Linked DNA regions of Rattus norvegicus: region 2 is linked to region 1. A link is a contact called in public Hi-C data. All regions are on one chromosome and are shown on one strand. Each heading gives the region's core, a stretch centred on a gene start, on an enhancer-like site or on the middle of the called end of the contact. The rest is flanking DNA. Distances are from core to core; before and after follow the strand shown. Region 1 holds the start of Cibar2 (CBY1 interacting BAR domain containing 2). Region 2 has its middle 91 kb from the start of Cibar2.

Region 1 (6,666 bases), core at 2,475-4,974:
CATGGAAGGTGGGACAGAAGCCAGGCCCTGAAGCTGGGAGGGGATGTTGGATGGGGATGCTGGGTGGGGATGCTGGGTAGGAATGCTGGGTTGGGGGTGCTGGGTAGAGATGCTGGGTGGGGGGTACTGGGTGGGGGGTGCTGGGTAGGGATGCTGGGTAGAGATGCTGGGTAGGGATGCTGGGTGGGGGGTGCTGGGTGAGGATGCTGGGTAGAGATGCTGGGTAGGGATGCTGGGTGGGGGGTGCTGGGTAGGGATGCTGGGTGGGGATACTGAGGTGGGGATGCTGGGTGAGGATGCTGGGGTGGGGATGCTGGGTGAGGATGCTGGGGTGGGGTGCTGGGTGGGGATGCTGGGTAGGGATGTTGGGTGGGGATGCTGGGTAAGGATGCTGGGGTGGGGATGCTGGGTAGGGATGCTGGGTGGGGATGCTGAGGTTGGGAAACTTGGTGGTACTCAACTGCCCGGCATGGAGCTAGAAGCTTTAATTTCTCCACTGGTTAGACCAAGGAAGGGTGCCTCATACCTAAATTCCTGGTACCTAGGAGGCTGAAGCAGGAGGCTGACCTTGAGATCCAAGCCAGACTGTGCTACAGACTAATCTTGTCCCCACTGAAAAGACAGTGGGCATAGGCGGCCACCCAGGTGATCATGTGACATCTCCAGGCACAACAGCCTCTTTCAGGGACAGTCGCCCTCTGTCCCAAGAGCCAGCACCTGCCTGGCTATGTGTGGGTGTAGCAGGAGCTGTCCGTCACACAACCTGTGCCGTGTGCACCCCACCCTGAGCATTCACCTCTGTCAGTCATCCAGGGTGTTTCTGAAAAGACATCGGTCGCTCCAACAACATCTCCTTTATCCTCTAGACTGCGCCCAGGAATCTATGGCCCTCATGGACCTCCCAAAAGGCTTCCAGGTCCCCTTGACTCAAGTGGCCCTCACCCAACACCATGAAGCCTTCTAGCTCTCTGCCCTGTCACCAGCATGACCACGAGGGAATGGAGAGTTCCAGCTCTCACTCCTGCCCAGGGCTGCCATGGCTCACCTCCGCCTGCCGATAATCCTGCACCTTGGCCAGGTCCTCGGCGAAGTCTCGAATGGTGGCCCGCAGCTCAGGGGTCTCCGTGTTGGCGAAGTCTATCAGCTGTTTCACCAGCTGGTCAGCCTTGTCACGCAGCCGCGCCGTCTTGCGGGTGTAGGAGGCCAGCAGTGAGCAGAACTGACCGAAATACCTCTCAGTGTTTGTCACTGTGTTCTCCATGGCCCTCACTTGGCTGTCCCTGGGTGGGAGTGAGAGCACTTAAGTGCAGAAAGGCCATGGTCACTGGAACCGCCATAGCCACCTCTCCAGTGTGCAAGCACCATTTCCAGTGCCTGGTCCCTGGGAAGTTCTCAGTGATATCTTGAGCCCAGTGAGGAGACAAGACCTGCCTGTGCCCCATGACTGAGCAAGAGTAGATGGATCAGGTGGGGCCTTCGTTCAAACCTGGCCTCTGCCCCTGGGGCTTGTGAAGGTTGTAGCACCCCATGCTCTCCTGCACACCTCTGTACCAGCTGCAGAGGCTTCTCCTCCAGCCCCCTCCACGCCCATGGGTCCTTCCCAGGCTTCTCCTCTTTCTCCCTTCTCAGAAGCTTTTAGGTTAAATAAATGACCCTTTAGGAATCTATTTGAGGCTGACAGATGATTAAAGGGTCCAGAGAAATGGCTCGGTGTGGGGGGCCATGAGGGGACCTGAGTTCAGATCCCTAGCACCTGTGTTAAATAGAGGGGGAGGAGCTAAAGAGATGGCTCGGTGGTTAAGCACATCTATTGTTTTTGTAGAAATGCCCAAATTCAGTTTTCAGGCTCGCAACCACCTGTAACCGCAGCTCCGAGGAATCTGATGCCTTCCGCAGACCTCTGAGGACACCTGTACTCCTGTGCACAAACCTACCCTGCATATACGTATATACATCACTGAAAATTTAAAGATATGAACTGGGTGTGGTCAGGCACGCCTTTAATTCCAGCACTGGTGAGACAGAGACAGGCAGACCTCTGTGAATTTGAGGCCAGCCAGGTCTACACAGACTTCCAGGACAGCCAGGACTACATAGAGAAACTCTGCCCCAAAAAACAAAACAAGGCAACACTCTCTCTCTCTCTCTCTCTCTCTCTCTCTCTCTCTCTCTCTCTCTCTTAAAAAAAAAAAAGATCAGGAGTGGCCCCCACATGCACCTGTATGTAACATGCATTGTGGGGCATGGAGACAGGAGGATGCCTAACTTGCTCTCTGCCAGCCCAGCTCCTGATTCAGTGAGAGATCCTGTCTCAATAAATAAAGCAAAGAACAAGAAGGGACACCCAGTATCCTCCTCTGTCCTCCGCACAGTGGGCACAGCGGGTTATAGACACACAAATACATAATTAATTGAGACTTGTAATTAAATTTATACTTAATTTTTAAGAGGACTTTTTCCGAACATTCTCCCCTTCCCAGTATCTTTTGTCTTGCAGTCTATTTGGTACCAGGGATGCTCCAATTGGGAGGTGTTGCTGTGTACACCTGAGAAGGCTCCCACTGGGTGCTATTTGGTGCTGTAAGACCCAGCCAAGCTCCCTGCAGGGTATCTGGGCCCTCTATCTCCTGTGATTGCTCTCTCCTCCTTCCCACCCGACCTGGGCTTCTCCGCAGAGCACCTTGCAGACCACCGACCACTGCACTCCACACTCTTGCCCTCTCTGACACTGACACACCTCCAGGGCTCATGCCGCCTTTCCAACCCTCAACCTGCCCACAGCCAGCGTTCAGTGACAACCTGTGTGTTCAGTCTTCAAAAGAGTACAGGAGGCTGTCTGCCTCCTTAGGCCTCCTGCCATGGTCCCCTCCCCTCAGCCCCAAGTTGTTCCCATCCCTTGAAGCCCTCCCTCTGTAGAACTCAGGCCACTCGTGTGCCCTCTAGTGGTGCCCCGCAGCAGACCCAGACGGAGCGTCAACTTTATAGTTTGCAAACGCTCTGCTCGCACTTGCCTAGAAGAGGTTGCTGTCGACATTTTTAAGTCAATTAAAAAAAAGCCCAGAGAGGCAAAGCATCCTACCCAAGGGCACACAGCAGGCCAGACCCCAGGACAGTGTCACGCATACACAAACCTTCAGGTCTCAGGCTCTGCGAATCAGGCTCCATGGGGTTAGCTGAAAGCCAGCTTTTAAGGAACACTCCGGGTGCATCCAGGGCACCCGAAGTCTGAGTCACAGGGAGACTCAAAGTCAGTCAGGACGGGCAGGTGACAGTAAGTCTGGGGCCATTAGGCAGAGCACAGCAGTGGCAAGGTCTGGGGCCTGAGGGTTTGAAGGAGTTTCCAGGAGGCACGTGAAAGCAGGGAACAGACCGGCGAGTGGCTACACCTAGTCTTCAGGGAGCGAAGGTGAGGCAGACAGATTGGATTTCGGTAACCTCTATGTTGCAAACCCTCCCTCCATTTGGAGAAGGGGTGGCAGGGAGCTCACCTGCCCTCCTCCCCGACGTGGCCGAACGTGAGAATCCCACTTGCATACCCCTCCCAGCAGCGCGGGCTGCTCACCTGGAGAGGACGACGTTCATTGTGGACAGTGGCACCTGCTGCCTGGATCTTGGGGAATAAGGACAGGGCCCCAAGGGGTCCCCTAGTCAGAGAAAAGCAAGCTAGTACCGGGCCCAGCTGTGTGGTCTGGCTAGACTCAAGGGACTCTGCTGCCTGGTTGCCAGGCAACGGGCCATCCCCAGGCAAGCCCTGGGAGGAGCCCAGATGGTTGCTGGGCAACCAGGGCCTCCCCAGCGGGGTGAGGAGGGCCAGCCTTGCCTTGGGGCTTAACAGCTCTCTGAAATGAATTGGAAGCAGGACACAGAGCCTCCACAGGCCTTTGAATATGGTGTTCTTGGGGTTTAAAGTGCTTGTGTCCACCAGAAGGGGACAGGGAGATCCCTGAAGGCTGCTAGCCTGGAACTTCACCCTGGGCCCCGCTGTGTAGGCGAGTCCCTCCCCCCACTCCCCCACCCCCCACCCCCCACCCCGGGTAGAAGGCCAGGTGGGCAGGGCCTAGGGGCCAGTGTCACCGAGGGGCTGAGGAGTAGAAGGTAAAGGAGAGGGCGAAGGGAAGCGGAGGATGTGAACCTAAGGAGTAAGGGGCAAGCAAGCATCAGCTCAGGGTAGTGCTTAGTGGATCGGGCAGTCCTGGGCCTCCCTGAGTATGCGACTCCCATTGTTAGAGTTGGGGAAGGTGACCCCAGCGTTAGAGCACTAAAAACCCCACTGACCCGGCTGTATTTTACTCACGGTGAGAGGTCTGCGGGCCACAGCCTCCCATTTCACTTTAGGTACAAAGCAGAGCCGTACCCAGGCCTGGTGGTGGAGGCAGAGAACCCAGGGCAGGATGTTGAGTCACAGTCACACAGGATCGTTTTTTTTTGTTTGTTTGTTTGTTTGTTTGTTTGTTTTTTTTGTGTGTGTGTGTACATCCCTGCTCCGTCATGCTGGGGTTTGTTGTAAACACTTAGTAAGGCAGAGACGTTAAGGTCAGCTGCTCCAGATTCAAATCCCACGCACCAGATTCAAATCCCACGCCTCAGCTCTGCTGTGTGGCCTGAAGCAGAGCGCTGATCTTTCTAGATTGATCTAGACAACTGCCTAATAGGAGCTGGTGCCCCTGCTGCGGGGATGAAGACGTAGGTGGGCTGGGCGCTGGGAGCCCGCTCCCCCTGTACCGCGAGCCCTCAGAGCACACAGGACTGAGTGCTGGGTCTCCGCGGCACCTATGTTATGCTCCCCTTTTGGGGGACGGGGACAGATTTCACCAGACAACCAGAAAATCGCTGTGTGTTTTTTACAGTACTGCGCCCTCTGTTTGGGGGCAGCCTCGGCCCTTAACTCCCACAGGAGCTGTGCCAGTCCTGTGGTTTTTCTCTCTGTATGATGTCAAGTGGTTTGCTCTATGTCTCTTGGCCCACAATCCCTCACTTCTGAGGTACTTGCTGAGTTGAAAAGTATCTCCCCAAAGTATATGTCCACTCTAGGCCTCAGAACATGGCCTTACTAGAAACGGGGTCTCTGCAAATTGAGCAGATGAGTCACTCTGGCATGGGAGATGAAGCTCATCCTGAGGCTACTGTTCAATCCACAGAGGACGTATCCACCTCCTGTGACAGACTGTGGCTTTTCTGTCTGAAGGGTGTCAGTCCCCCAAGAATATGGCCAGATCCTGGAACTCAGAAGTGACTGAATCCTGCCTGTGATAGTCAGTGGACTAGTACATCCCTATGTCAGTCTGGGGTCTTCTCTGTCCTAAGGAATCGGTTTTCTCCCAACCCCAGCTCCTCCAGTAAATCAGTGTCCTCCCCATCTGCCCTGTAATATTGCATTTGACCACCAGAGGGCGACAGAGACCACACTCGGGTCCTGCTGAGGGTGGAGGGACTGCAGAGGGGAACAGGAGACTGGAGACACATTTATGGCATCGGTGTGGAGAACAGAGTGTGTGAGTGAGGTCTCATCATTGGCTCTCTTGAAATCCCTGAAAACCTTATGAATTTTGAAAAAAGGAAAACTGTCTTGGGCTGTACGGAACTAAGACATCTGGTGGCCCTGGAGTGTTGGGGAGGCAGGGGAGAGAGCGGGAGGTTGGCTCTCCAATCGCCAACCTGCATAGTCCTTGGTGGCCACTGGAGGGCGCATGTTCTCCGTCCTTGTCTGGTTCTCTGCAGTCTGTCTCTGTCTCTCCCTGTGTCTCCTTGTTTGTCTGTCTGTCTCTCTCTGTTTCTCTCTGTGTCTGTCTCTGCCTCTCTATCTATCCCTCTGCCTCTCTATCTCCCCTCCCACTACAGATGAACTTCTTGCTCAGCCATGTGTGTCAGGTACACACGGCTTGAGGCCCAGCTTGTACCTCAGGAGGGCAAGGACACACATCCTGGTCACTCCCCCCCCCCCCAAGAAAGGAGCCCTACCGTCTGGCAGTAGCCATGTTCACAGCCATGTATGCTATGTGAAATCCTGTCGTAGCTGTAGCAAGTTCCTTCTACTCCCAGGGGGATATCACATGACAGTCCAGGTGTCCCCTCTTGCTTCTGGGCCCCTGTGGTGTCTGTGAGACAGTCTCTGGCAGCTGCATGTTCTTGAACAACTAGGGAAAAAAAAGAGGGAGAAACTCAAGTTATGTCCACTCTGAAAACCCAATGGAAACTTCCAGCCATGATCCACGAACAGAAAATCCAGAAGGCCTCAGTGAATGGAACCTGAGGGCTCAGGCGCCTCTCAGTGAGGCTTTGGCCTTGAGCTCCCTGAGGCTGTGGAGTAGGAGCCATGGTCTTGGAGGTGTGGGCTGTGAGGTGGGTCACCTCACCCACCCCCATCCTTTTGGTGGTCCACAGGTTACAAACGTCTGCATATCGTGCCTACTGTGTGACCTCCTGTCCTCTGTCTCCTGACCTTGCTGTCACAATCCTCTCCCATTAAGAAGGGTTTAAATAGACAGGTGAAGAGAAACCAGGCTGTGTGATAGATACGCCCGCCATCTGGATCCTCCTGGGCATTGTTTGAGGGCGGAATACTGGTCCATCCTAGGCTAAATGCTCGGATGTGATCTATCGCTGGAGGGATATAAACTAAGCGCCTACTATGTGCACAGCCATCACCAGGCACTTGGGTCTTGTCTG
Region 2 (6,666 bases), core at 2,782-5,281, 92 kb after region 1:
TAGTTCCTTTCCTATTGCCATGAAAAACTACCATGACCAAGGCAACTTAAAAAAGAGCAAACAAATGAGGGATGAATGAGTGAATTTGGGGATTCACAGTTCCAGAAGGTTAGGGTGCATGACCATGATGGCAGGTCACATAGCAGAAGGCAGGGAGGCATGTCGTTGGAGCAGTAGCCAAGAGCTTACATCTGATCCATAAGCAGGAGGCAGAGAGAGAGAGAGAGAGAGAGAGAGAGAGAGAGAGAGAGAGAGAGGAGAGAGAGAGAGAGAGACAGAGACAGAGAGACAGAGACAGAGAGACAGAGACAGAGAGACAGAGACAGAGAGACAGAGACAGACAGAGAAATGGCATGAGTTTGAAACTTTAAAGCTTGCCCCGAGTCATACACCTTCTCCAACAAAACCACACCTCCTAATCCTTCCCAAACAGTTCCGCTACCTGGAGACCCAGCATCCAAGTGAATGAACCTATGGGGCCATTATCATTCAGACCATCACAGAAGGGTATCTAGGCGGGTGTGTGGATAGGTTATCCATGGTGGCCTAGCTAGTTGTACATGTCCCTCCCTCCTGCTTTTCTGGGCTCTCCCTGTAGCTCCCCCTTACAAGCTGTGTGAGCCTTCCTCTGTGCAGCCTGCCTGGGCTCAGACTTTAACCCTTTCAGGTCCTCCTCTCACATCATCTGTGTCCCCCTCCTCAAGTCAGAACAAAACCTGTTAGTACCCTTTGTGTAATACATGCAGCAAATGGCTCTCTGTCGTCTTACTATAGTTGACATGGAAAAGCTGGCAAGACCAGTGGAAAGTCACCCCTCAGGGGGCAACTGGTGCAGAGCACACCCCCGGCCTGGACTTGAACCGTGTTGGCCTTGAGGGGGTAGACATAATACAGACATTGATCAGTTGCTTCTGGCAGTAGAACAGGGCAGGTTTGGCTTCAGGATGCCCCCTGCATGCCCCCTGGGTGACAGCTTCACAAGGCTGGGCCCTACTCCATACATGGGAGCTGCTTCTAAGCCCTGAAGAACACCAAAGAAGTCTTCCGTGGCCAGTAGTTCTGTCTTTGCCACCAGTGTCCTGGACTCTCAGTCAACCATGTGGAGCACAGAAACACAGACCAGTCAGGAAGACTGGTACCCTCTGATGGAGGGGGACTCCATAGCCGACAGATGCTCCTTGGGCCTTGTCCTGTGGGCTGCTCTTCTGCAACATGGCTCCAGGGCTGGAGAGAGCCATTGCCCACCTGTTGGCATTCTCCTTCTGAGGCTCTGGTGAGTGAGGGCCACTCACAGGATGGCCCCTGACCTTGCAAAGGCCACTGTAGGAGGTCCACTGTTGGATGGCTAGCTCTAGTCTTTGGGCAGATCACTTTCTATGGGTGGCACCAGCTGCAGAAGGCCCCATCCCCCACACAGCTCCCCTTCAAGGTCTGGGCTGTGTTGTTATTCTTTTGAGTGGGTGAGTGAGTGAATGAATGAGGGGGGAATGAATGAATGAGTGACGAGCCAATAGTTCAGCATGCCCTCAGAGTCAAGTGGTTGAATGCGAGAGGATCCACAGGGCAGGTACATCTGAGCTTCTACCCGTGTGGCCTGGGTGAGAATGTGGCAGGTAGGCTCAGGGATGTGACCTTTTGTCTCTCGTGGTCTGGTGTCTGGTGTCAGGGGTCTCTTGTGGGCCTAGACTGCAGGATCAGGGCAAGGTGCCTGCCACACCTGTGGACCATTATTCATTAGTCTCCCATTTTTACTGAATCTCTTCACCCATCAGCCAGAGGCTTCCCTCAGAGACTGGGGACTGGGCAGGTCCAGTGCTGACACACTTACGGGCACATCAAGAGATGGTGACCCTCTACCAAGCATACCTCAGGTGAAAGGTGCTGTGAATGGTCGGACAACTAGGTATGTTTCTCTCCTCTCAAAAAAGGGTAGCTCCCGTGTGTGCTGCGAGGTACTGTGTGTGTGTGTGTGTGTGTGTGTGTGTGCGCACATGGCAAGTCTGTGAGCCTAGCAGTGCATATATATACCTAAGTATGGGGGTGGGCTTCTGTGAGGAGGCATGGATTCCTGCCTAGTGGTGGTGTACTTGTGTAGGGGGTCATGGGTGAGTGGGGTGTGCATGTATACAGAAGGTTGTGCCTGTGTTGGGGTGTATATCCATGCTTGTGGGGGTTACATCTATCCATGCTTCTGCATGGGTGTATATTAGTTCATTTGTGGGGGTGTATGCCTGTGTGAGTAGGGAGTATCTCCATGTGAGGTGTGTGTGTGTGTGGTATGGTTGTAGGGATGTGTGTGCATATGGGAGTGTGGTTGTAGAGGGTGCCTGTGGGGATTTGTAGGGGGTGTGTTTGTATGGGAAGTGTGCTTGTAGGGGTGCATGTGCCTCTGGGATGTTGTGGGGGGTGTGAATGTGTGTGTGGGGTGGTTGTAGGGGTATATGCATGTGGGAGTGTGTGGTTGTTAGCGGTGTGTGTGTCTGGGGGGGTGTGATTGTGGGGGTGTATGCATGTGAGGGTGTGTGGTTTTTAGGGGTGTGTGTCTGTGTGTGGGGTGCATGTGTGCGGTGCCCGTGCAGTAGTGGCTATGGCTCTTGTGGTCTGGGATAGAAGTGGTGGGAACAGACAGACTGACAGGGACTTGGGATGATGAATGCCCTTGGAAGGAGGCCCACCTGCCTCAGACACTCCTGGCAGGTTCTGTACTTGGCGTCTGCCTGGCTCTTGGCAGAGGAGGCCAGGCGAAGGGCTGGGGAGACCCGGGACACTTCAGGCTCCTCCTCCCCTCCCCTCCACGCCACGCATGGCTGGGACCTCAGGTGTGCCATAGAAGGTGACCTCCCAAACAAATGGTCCATAGTCAGCCCCGTCCTAGAGACTGATAAATGCTGCATCCAGGTCCTTTCACCCCTGAACTGATAGAGTAGTGGTCAGATCAGGGTCAGAACGTTCTCATTTCACCTTGGCGGAGGGGTCCTGATGGTAGTGGCTTCCAGCCACACTTGCAAGAATCCCTTGTGCTGAGGAGGATGCTCACCCTCTCTCCTGGGTATGCCCCTCAGGTGTCCTTTCCCCCTGTTCTTGTTTGCTTTGTGGCCTTAGGCAAGTCGCCAGACCTCTCTGGTCTCTTGGAGTGATCCCTTCTTACTAGTGTAGGGACCTCTCCGAGCCCCTCCCCTGCCCATGCACCACCAGCCTGGGGTGGGGGTGGGGCTCTCGGCTTCTTGGGAAGTGAGTGAGCGGTTTAAAGATGGGGAGATCTGTACGGTCAACTGTGACTGTTCTGTAGCTTGTAAGTGAAGGACAGGAAAGTGAGTACAACCGTGTGGTGCGACCTGGGGAACTGAGGCACAGCTGTGCCCAGCGTTGCATCCAGAATGTTCCTCTTAACAGAATCCTGGGGCGGGACCAGGAATGAAGCATCCTTAAACGGATGGTTCCGCTTGCCCTTGACCCTGAGAGGAGATGGGAGAGGTTGAAGATGCCAGTCCCACCCCCCACCCCCACCCCTTCGCAGCTGCCTCGGAGGCCTGGAGCCTGGCGTCAGGACCAGGGAGGCCCCAGAGCCACTGCAAATCTGGCCCAGCTGGGGGATTAGAGGCATCTGGCTCAGTTACACCAGAGAAACAAAGGCGGCTGCAGCCTTTATCTAGGGGAGGTAGGGGGTTGCCCTTGGGCCTTGTGGGGACCTAGACAGACCTCGGACATGGACCCAGCTGGCCTCATGCACCCCAGGTCCGCAAGAGGTGACCATACACCTCTGGAAGGGGGTGTGCAAGGAAAGGGTGGGGCCTCTGTTAGCAGCTGGCTCTGCTGCAAGAACAGTGACACCCCCACCTCCCCAGGCCAGGAAACATCCAATAAAAGTCTTCATCGGCCCACCCCGCCCTCCTGAGTGCGAAGGGCGTGGTCTTGAAAGAGAAGGGGCGTGGTCCCACAGCAGCCAAGGCCAAGGCCATGGGGTGCGGTTCTGGGCGTGGGCAGCCTCCTGGCCTTCTCCAAGACCACGCCCCGACCACGCCCCTTCCCCAGCGCGGTGCCAGGCGTTGAGGCGCCGCCGGTGCGCGGCTTGCTGGAGCCAGGCGCTGACCTTATTAGCGCGGGGCAGCTGCTTGTGAGGCACATCTGGCGGCGCTGGCCTGGCGCTACCTTCCAGGAATGCTGGCAGCATCTGGGGCCGCTCCTGGGGCCGCCGGCGCCCCCTCCGGCGCCGGCCCGGGCCGCGTCCCCCGGATTTCCCGGCCCCTCCCGGCCCCTCCTGGCTTGGGGCCTGTCAGGGGCTGGGCCTGCAAGAGGGCTACTCTCTCTGGATGCTGCGAGACTCCCCCACCCCCATCCCCGCCAACCCCGTAGCAGAACCCGGTGTCACCAGAATATCCACCCATGCGCGGTTCTTCTGCACAGCCACTTGAGGACAGGGCTTTGGGGCAATCAGGAAGGGCAAGACAGCTACAGTGTTTCAAAGATCCCAGGAGTGCCTAGACCTGGGTCAGGGAGCCCCATAGCGCTTAGTCATCAGAACCACTTGTGGAAGCCAGGGCTTTGGGGGTGGGACAGTTGAATACTTGAAGGTTCAAGAGGAGAGTTGCTGCGGAGGGACAGACTCTTTCAGCTTTGCGATCCCAAAGGAACGCCTATCCTGTAGCTTTAACTATCGAGTACTGGGATCCGAGTACTGAGAATCCCCTACTCTCGTTGAGGATCCTGAAGTGCATCTGCGCCCCCCCCCCCCTAGTTTTCTGGAGACTTTTTGAAAGAGCAGTCACTGGGCCCTGGGAAGAGAGGGCAGGAGACCTCTCCCAGATTGGGGTATAGAAGAGCTGGTGGGGCCCGCTGCTCATTGTAGGGCTGCCTCTGAGGCTGGGGGGTGGGGTGAGGTTGGTCTCCTAGGAGGGGAGTTGGGAAGAACACCAGGTGTGTTGTTTTTGAGGTACCAGGGAGCCATCACAATTGAGTAAGTAGAGAATGGGGGTCAGTGGTCTGTCCACTTCTCCAGCCCAAGTTCCTTGTGGGTAGGAGCTCCTGCTGGCTACTCAAAGGCATGAATAGATCCGCTAAATAGTCTAGAGGCCAGAGTTCTTACCCTGGGCGGACCATAGGGAACCCTGGGCGGACCATAGGGAAGTGGGTCCACCTGGGCAAAAAAGCTGGGGTAGGTGGTACAATCAAGTCCCAAAGTGTTCCTTGCCAGGCCTGGGTCCAGGAGACACTAGTTTGCAGTGCCCTCCCTCACAAGGCCTCCCGCCGGCATCTGCTGCCTGCTTCCTCCCACCCCCAGCCGTTGTTTGTTTTTCTTCCAGAACATTCACCTCCCACCCAGGCAGGCATCCAAGGGTAGTGTTCAGCAGACACCCACCCTCCACAAGCTGATGTCTCTACATTTGGGGGTGAGGGGGTTTCAGTCTTGGCCGTGCTCTGTGAGGCGGGTAGCAGAATAAGGAGAGCCGGTATCCACCGTCCTGCTCCTTGTGTCCCATTCTGTCCCCAGCTGTACCTATTCCCCTTTGTCCTATGGATGAGCCACAGGGTTGTGGTCTGCCTGGGGCAGGGAGGCATCAGACAACAGTCTACTGTCCCTGGGAGCCGAGCGTGGGTCAGGCTGGGTCTGCAGCAGGGCAAACATGGACTCTCATCTGACATCATCTGCCCCACTTGTAACCACTAGCCCCTTCCCCTCCTCTCATCGTCAGGCCAGTACCTCTCATAGGTGTCCTCTCTGTGTCACTAAGGGTGCTGACTACAGCTGACGTTTAGAGTGTGTGTGTGTGTGTGTGTGTGTGTGTGTGTGTGTGTGCACATGATTCTGTGCATGAAAGTGTATGTTTGTGTATGTGTATGTGAATGTATTGCATGTGCGAGTGTGCATGTGTGAGCAAGTGTGTGAGTGTGTTGTGTGTGTTTGAACATAGAGGTCAGAGGTGGTCATCTTTGGGTCTTGTCCCTCAGGTACCATCCACCATGTTTACATGGCAGCGTCTCACTGGGACCTGGGACCCACAGGTTAGACTAGGCAGGCTGGCCCGCAAGCTCCAGGGATCCATTTGTTTCTTCCTCCTCAGTGCTGGAACAAGCGTAAGCTACTGTGCCTGGCCGTTTATTGGGATCTGGAGATTGAACTTGGGTCCTCATGCTGGCGTAGTAAATACTTCACTGATGCAACTGTTTCTGCACTCCTGCAGCCGGCTTCTCGAAGCCTTCGGTGGCTATATGTGGAGGAGGCGCACTGCCTCTTGGGAACCCACTCTGGGAGCCCCATGGTGCGTGGCAGAGAGAGAATTCCTATAGGAGTTCCTGCAGCAGCCGACAGTCTCCTCCATGATTTGCTCAAACTGTCACATCGCTGGTGTGACAGGCCTTGCCTGTGCTTTCTTTCTCAGCCGGAGGAAGGGTATCATGTCTTCTCTGTGCTCTCCAGCTGTGCCAGAAACCCAGCCACATTGGGCAGACCTAGGGGTGTAAGCTAAAACTGGGTGTAAACTAGGGAGCCTCCATGTGAGCCTTCCCCAGCCACGCCTATGCCTCAGCCTCACACACTGGGACCAACAAAGTTCCAGGTTTCGCAGGGCTTGGCTCTCAGAGAGAGTTGGCCTGAGGCTCTAATGCAAGCCAGACTGGGCATGACACCCATTCTGGAGGGTCCCTGACACCTTTGTATGGAGGTGACAG

The links. Hi-C and Micro-C count contacts between places; a contact is called where the count stands out from the background.
Region 2: a contact with region 1 is called in a Hi-C map of kidney, with 5 times the contacts expected there. The contact joins the enhancer-like site here to the promoter of Cibar2 in region 1. A contact is called at or near these places in 9 of 12 Hi-C or Micro-C datasets (the A7r5 cell line, Schwann cells, frontal cortex and 5 more) and 1 of 1 datasets of contacts at active chromatin or transcription factors (oligodendrocytes).

Annotation. Positions count from the first base shown.
Region 1 is chr19:65,134,291-65,140,956 of GRCr8, forward strand. Cibar2 (CBY1 interacting BAR domain containing 2) reads right to left here and starts at 3,725. Exons shown (of 9, transcript XM_063278678.1): 1 at 3,563-3,725; 2 at 1,046-1,280. The coding sequence starts at 3,582.
Region 2 is chr19:65,225,515-65,232,180 of GRCr8, forward strand. It overlaps a transcript of Gse1 not described here. Among named protein-coding and RNA genes, the nearest start is that of Cibar2, 91 kb to the left of the region's middle. Within about 2 kb of position 4,032, at least 39 of the 93 cell types and tissues checked have an H3K27ac peak or open chromatin away from gene starts, as enhancers often do. A contact at or near this core is called in Schwann cells and liver, where this site is marked.